Regions from separate parts of the Mus musculus genome. Here region 2 is linked to region 1. Evidence: chromatin contacts called from public Hi-C data. All regions are on one chromosome and are shown on one strand. Each heading gives the region's core, a stretch centred on a gene start, on an enhancer-like site or on the middle of the called end of the contact. The rest is flanking DNA. Distances are from core to core; before and after follow the strand shown. Region 1 has its middle 70 kb from the start of Thbs2. Region 2 overlaps Wdr27 (WD repeat domain 27).

Region 1 (2,700 bases), core at 193-2,692:
CTCATTTGTTATTGTTTGAGAGAACAATGTATTTCCAATATTTATAAGATAAAGAGAAAAATCGGTTTATCCAGATGAATATCCAGATGAAATAACCTTTGAACCCTTGGTTCTGTTTGTTTGTTTGTGTGTGTGTGTGTGTGTGTGTGTGTGTGTGTGTGTGTGTTTTGTTTTTTGTTTTTGTTTTTTTTTTTCGAGACAGGGTTTCTCTGTGTAGTCCTGGCTGTCCTGGAACTCACTCTGTAGACCTGGAACTCCACCTGCCTCTGCCTCCCGTGAGCTGGGATTCTAACAGGGCATTTATGAGATCACACAGTCTATGCCTGGCTGTTTGGTTCAGGGAAGTCTCAGTGTTGAAAGATGAAAAATGTATATATAGCATTTATAGTTAGTTGGAATTATTTATACTTATCTCAGTACTCAAAACCTCTGTAGAGAGGTTTTGAAGCAGATTTAGAATTCATTGGAATTAGTGGAGTCCTTGAAATGTCCCTATAAGTGGCATAGCTAATTTTTTAATGTCACCTTGCTCAACACTGCTGGGCCTCAGAGTTTCTTCTGCTATTTCCTCTGTCAGTTGTTCCTGTGAATAAGAACCATGGGACATGGCTTGCGACTTACCTCTTGGACCCAGGGATGTGGAGCTCTGCCTGAAAGCTAGCCCACAGTAGACTCACAGAATGCCCAGTCTCCTAGCATTCACAATTCCTGGATTTGTGAATCCAGGAACAACTTCTGGGAAAATGTTATGCTCCAGGAACAACTTCTGGGAAAATGTTATGACTGTCAGTATTTTATTGAAAATTTTCTTGAAGTTATTTTTGCAGTGAAACAAATACAGCCTAGAAATAATTTTATGCTGATGAAATAAATTTTTTTAAAGAAAATCTTAATTTGTATTACATTTTCAGAATGCTGAAATGCTGTAAAGCAAAATAAAGGTCAACACACACACACACACACACACGAATCCTCATTTTTGATGATCCATTACAAACAAAAATCAAAAATTTCTCACAAATCTTTCAAAAGCAAAATTAATATCCATCTTTTTAAATGTGTTTTTAATAAATTCTCCAGGGCCCTGAAAGCTACAGAAGATTCAAACAAAGTTGCTCACACTATCATTGTTTTGTATGGGAGCCAGACGGAGGAGCTCAGAGAAAGGGTGGCGGATACTTATGTTTACACAGCAACCCCACAGAAAACGCGGGTTTAGAAAAATGCTGAGCACCAGCTCCACAGTGGAAATTCTCGCTCCATGCTCCTTTATTAGGGACAACAGGAAGGATCGTTTGAATTCCATGTTTCCCATTTCCTATAAAGTTCCTTTCGTTTGTTTGTTTCTAGAGGAATGTTCCTTTTTCACCGTGCTGAGTGGGAAGAGGAGAGTGGAGCAGGAGCAGGCTCTGCTGGGATTCCGGAGCAGGTCCACAGGCTGCTTTGCAGCTTTCCGGTCTCCCTTTCTTCCAGTCAGTAATTAGACACAGCCGTGGCTTTCTGCTCTGTTCCCTCTCTCCATCCGCCACACCATTGTTTCCTCCTGGCAACATTTTAATATCTGATGAATTTATTAAAAACCTTAAAGGAGGCTGTTTCTGCTCTTTGTAGATTCTTCCAGGTACCTGCTTTTTTGGCCTGTCTAAAGAAAAACATTTTCAGCACATAACACACAGAAGCACATAAGCCAATTGTAGTGAGTCTCTTGGAGCATCTTCCTTCCTGACCTACAGTCACATGATCATTCACAGACAAGTGCTTAAGGACATGTGTCCTGTGCCAGACAGTGTGGGGACAGAGTGGTCATCAGGTAATAATAAACTGACAGTATAAAATACAGATGCCTTTTTCATCCCTCTAGAAATTTTGGTTGTTTCTCCTTCATCATTCCTAATGAATGAAAAAGTTGTCCAGTCCTTTTTGGGGTGATTTTAGTGGAAAATCTAACATGGCTGTCATTGAAGAGTCAGGGCATGACAGTTTTCAGAGGGGTGGTAAGCATCAATGCTTCTTTTAGCTGCTCACACTACCCAGCTTCTGACATGTGATCTGGCCCTATTTAGCTAGACTCTGTTCTAGTTCTTGTCAGAGTTTTAGCAGTAGGATGAAGCAGCCAAGAACTCTCTCCCTTCCAATGTGATAAATACCAGAAACCAAATGGTTAATCTGTTGACCATGTAGGGCATGTCTATGAGGAGCAGAGACCACATGAACCTAAAACATATGAAACATTAGTACAAAACAAACTTTAGCCATCCAAATTTACTATATTTGGAGAGATTAGAGCTCTCACAAAGTAACCTTCGCTCCTGCTTCCAACATAGAGATAAGTTTAGTTTCTCGACACAAATGCAACCTTAGAATCCAGGGTCCAAGAAAGCGGGAGGGAGAAGAACTGAGGCTGGGAATTGAGAAGCAATCCGCCTGCTACAGAGTCACATGACACTCTGATAGAGCAGCACCCAAGACAAAGCACAGGGACATGGGACACTTGGGCCTGTCCTTGCAGCTGGAGAGGCAGAAAACAGGATGCTGCCAGAGTGTTCTCAGAAGACAGGATGCTGGTGGCTTGTTCGGGAGAGAGAATGCTTTGGATGTTGGTCTCATTTGACAAAGTCGCACAAACAAACAACAACATCAGAGCATTGAGAAAAGTAATCAGCCAGATGTCAAGGTCAAAAAGGGACCAGGGACAGAGCC
Region 2 (2,700 bases), core at 62-2,561, 280 kb before region 1:
ATGGGTGAGGACCAGGTAAGGTCATGCTTACGATCAGAGGTGTACACTGTGACCCATGCATGTTGGGTGCCTGGCCTAGCTTGAACTGTGTAGTCTACATCAGGGTCCTTGCAGTGTCTAGGGTGGTTTGAAAGAGAAAGGGGGATGCCCTCAGGAGGACTAGAGTCATCCATGATGGGCTTGTCCTGGGGTCTGAGTGTGGAGTACCAGTTGTCAGCCTTCTGTGCTGTATTGAAGGACCAGGCTGTGACTGCTCATAGAAAGCATCTCTGTGGAATTCTGCCTTGTCCGTTGCCTGCGCTGCCTTTCAGATTCAAGGAGGCGCAGTCTAGGATGACAGCTTATGCTGTGGTGAGTGGAAGATGGCTGATGAGGAGAGTATTGCAGCTCTGAATGGGTCATCCACTTCTTGGGAAACCTGAACTCTGCTTGCATTGCCCCCCTGCAGCCTCTGCAGCTGCGGTTAGGGTGGAGGCGGATGTAAACATCCCTGCTGTCGTCTGAGAAGGGTGGGTGCTATTACGTAGCTGATAGAAAAGCCACTTAAGTCAGGAGGTAGGATTGTGTAGGGCAGGGACTGAGCAAGTATGTTATCAGTGAGGATGCTCAGACGTGCCCTAACCCAGGGCGGATGTGAGCCCGGGCCGGTGTCGCACGTGCTCTCTGCCCGTGCAGTCACAGTGCCATTTCCTAGGGCTTTGACTCTTTGCAAGCTTGCTGAGTGCTTGAGACGTTTGTCAGTGTTGCCTATTTATTTGTTTTTAATTAACCCTTTTGGAATTTTGTAAAATGTATTTGATCATATTCCTCCCCCCAACTCTTCACATATTCACCCCTTCTTTACCCACCCTGCTGCTTTATGTTCTTGTTTTGCTTTGCTTTGTTTTGTTTTGTTTTAAACCCATCAGTTCCAATTTGTGTTATCCATGAGCTTTTGTCTGTCTGGCCTTCACTGGAGTTTGACCTACGAGGGCCAGGCCCTTAAAGAAAGCAGACTCTCCCTCTCCCAGCTGGTTTGAGCTTGCACAAGTCTTACTCATGCTGCCAGAACTGCTGTGTGTTTATATGCCAACTGCCCTGCTGTATCTGGAAAAGAGTTTTCTTGCTCTGCCATCTCTGGCCCTTTCAGCCTCTGTTTCTTCTCCTGAGCCCTGGGAGGGAGTGCTCTAGCTGGATGTCAATGTCCCATTCAGATTGAGCACTTCAGTCTCTTACTATGTTTGCATCTTCACCAGTGGTAGGTCTCTGTGTTAATCACCGCCTGCTGAGGACGGCAGTGAATGTGCTGAAGGCTGAGAGGCGCACTAATCCATGGCTATGAGGTTAAGTCATCGGGAGTCAGTATCACACTGTGGCTGTTCAGCAGAGCACTAGGACAATGCTCCCCCTATGTCTACTAGCCACAGGTTCTTAGCCTGATGTTGGTGCCTAGTATGGGTTTCAATTTGTGGATGGGCCTTAAATCCAATCAGAATATAGTTTATCACTATTATATTCACACCATTATTACAATAGCCGTGTCCTGTCAGGCTGATGGCAGCATTCAGAGTTTGCAGCCAGGTATGACTTATGATAACTTCTCTGTGGTAGAATGCACAGCACCGCCCAGTACTATGGAAGCCAGCCAGAAGGGATGAAGCCTCAGGTTCTAACCAGCTTCATTTCTTTATAGTCTGTGACCCAAGCATGTGTGTTTCTATCAATAGGGTCTTACCGTCAGTCTCTGGATGGTAGCCAATAACATTGGCAATGGCCTGTAATATTCGGAGTTCTGTGGGACCCCAGTGGCCAGTAAGTCCAAAAGTGGTAATCATTCTGGACTCTGGGCTTTTCATTTGTTAGCCTATGGTATCTAGGAGGGGTTTGCCACCCCATTATAGAGTAACTCCATTTAAATTCTTCTTATATATGTAGTATACATTTTAAGTATACTTACTTTTACAGTGGTAGGCTTCCATGTGACTTTTTCAAAAGTTCTTCAGTGTTAGTCACCCCTCATGTTCCGTCCTCTACTCTTTGTTCCCAGCCTCTACCCCATTTAACCTTCCCTTTCCCATTACTGGCCGTCACCTCTTTATACCATCCCCCCTCTCTCTTTTTGTTTTGTTTTTCGAGACAGGGTTTCTCTGTATAGCCCTGGCTGTCCTGGAATTCACACTGTAGACTAGGCTGGTCTTGAACTCAGAAATCTGCCTGCCTCTGCCTCCCAAGTGCTGGGATTAAAGGCGTGCGCCACCACTGCCCGGCTCTTTATACCATTCCATTTGCTCTTTGCTCCCTTGAAAGCCCCACCCCAGGGTCCCTTACTAATTTTCTGAATTCCATAGGAATTCCAGATGAAACACACATATCGGAAGACTCAAAGATAACACCTATGGATTTGAGAAAACATGCAAAGTTGGTGTTTCTGAGTCTGGGTTACTACTCTCAGGATGGTTGTTTCCACCCATATCCGTTTACCTGGGGATTTCATAATTGTGCTTTTCTTAAGGGCTGAATAGCGTAGGAAATAAATATCCTATGTCTTCATTGTACATAGATGAGTTGATAGACACACAGGCTGTTTCCATATTCTGACTGTTGTGACTAGAGCCAATTGTGAACATGGAGGAGCAACCGTCTCTACAGTAGGATATAGAGTCCTTTGGGTATGCAGTGCTAGAGCTGGATCATGTGATAGTCTTTTTCCAGCTGTTTGAC

Evidence for each region. A called contact is a pair of places that touch in the nucleus more often than the background predicts.
Region 2: a Hi-C map of uterus shows a contact between it and region 1, with 4 times the contacts expected there. The contact joins two enhancer-like sites. A contact is called at or near these places in 1 of 15 datasets of contacts at CTCF or cohesin (the NIH/3T3 cell line), 5 of 484 Hi-C or Micro-C datasets (3T3-L1-derived adipocytes, the C2C12 cell line, the F1.1 cell line and 1 more) and 2 of 115 datasets of contacts at active chromatin or transcription factors (embryonic fibroblasts and fibro-adipogenic progenitors).

What each region holds. Positions count from the first base shown.
Region 1 is chr17:14,623,378-14,626,077 of GRCm38.p6, reverse strand. No RefSeq gene overlaps it. Among named protein-coding and RNA genes, the nearest start is that of Thbs2, 70 kb to the left of the region's middle. Within about 2 kb of position 1,442, at least 18 of the 459 cell types and tissues checked have an H3K27ac peak or open chromatin away from gene starts, as enhancers often do. A contact at or near this core is called in uterus, where this site is marked.
Region 2 is chr17:14,905,137-14,907,836 of GRCm38.p6, reverse strand. The region is part of intron 17 of Wdr27 (WD repeat domain 27); the gene reads left to right. Among named protein-coding and RNA genes, the nearest start is that of Wdr27, 37 kb to the left of the region's middle. Within about 2 kb of position 1,311, at least 38 of the 459 cell types and tissues checked have an H3K27ac peak or open chromatin away from gene starts, as enhancers often do. A contact at or near this core is called in uterus, where this site is marked.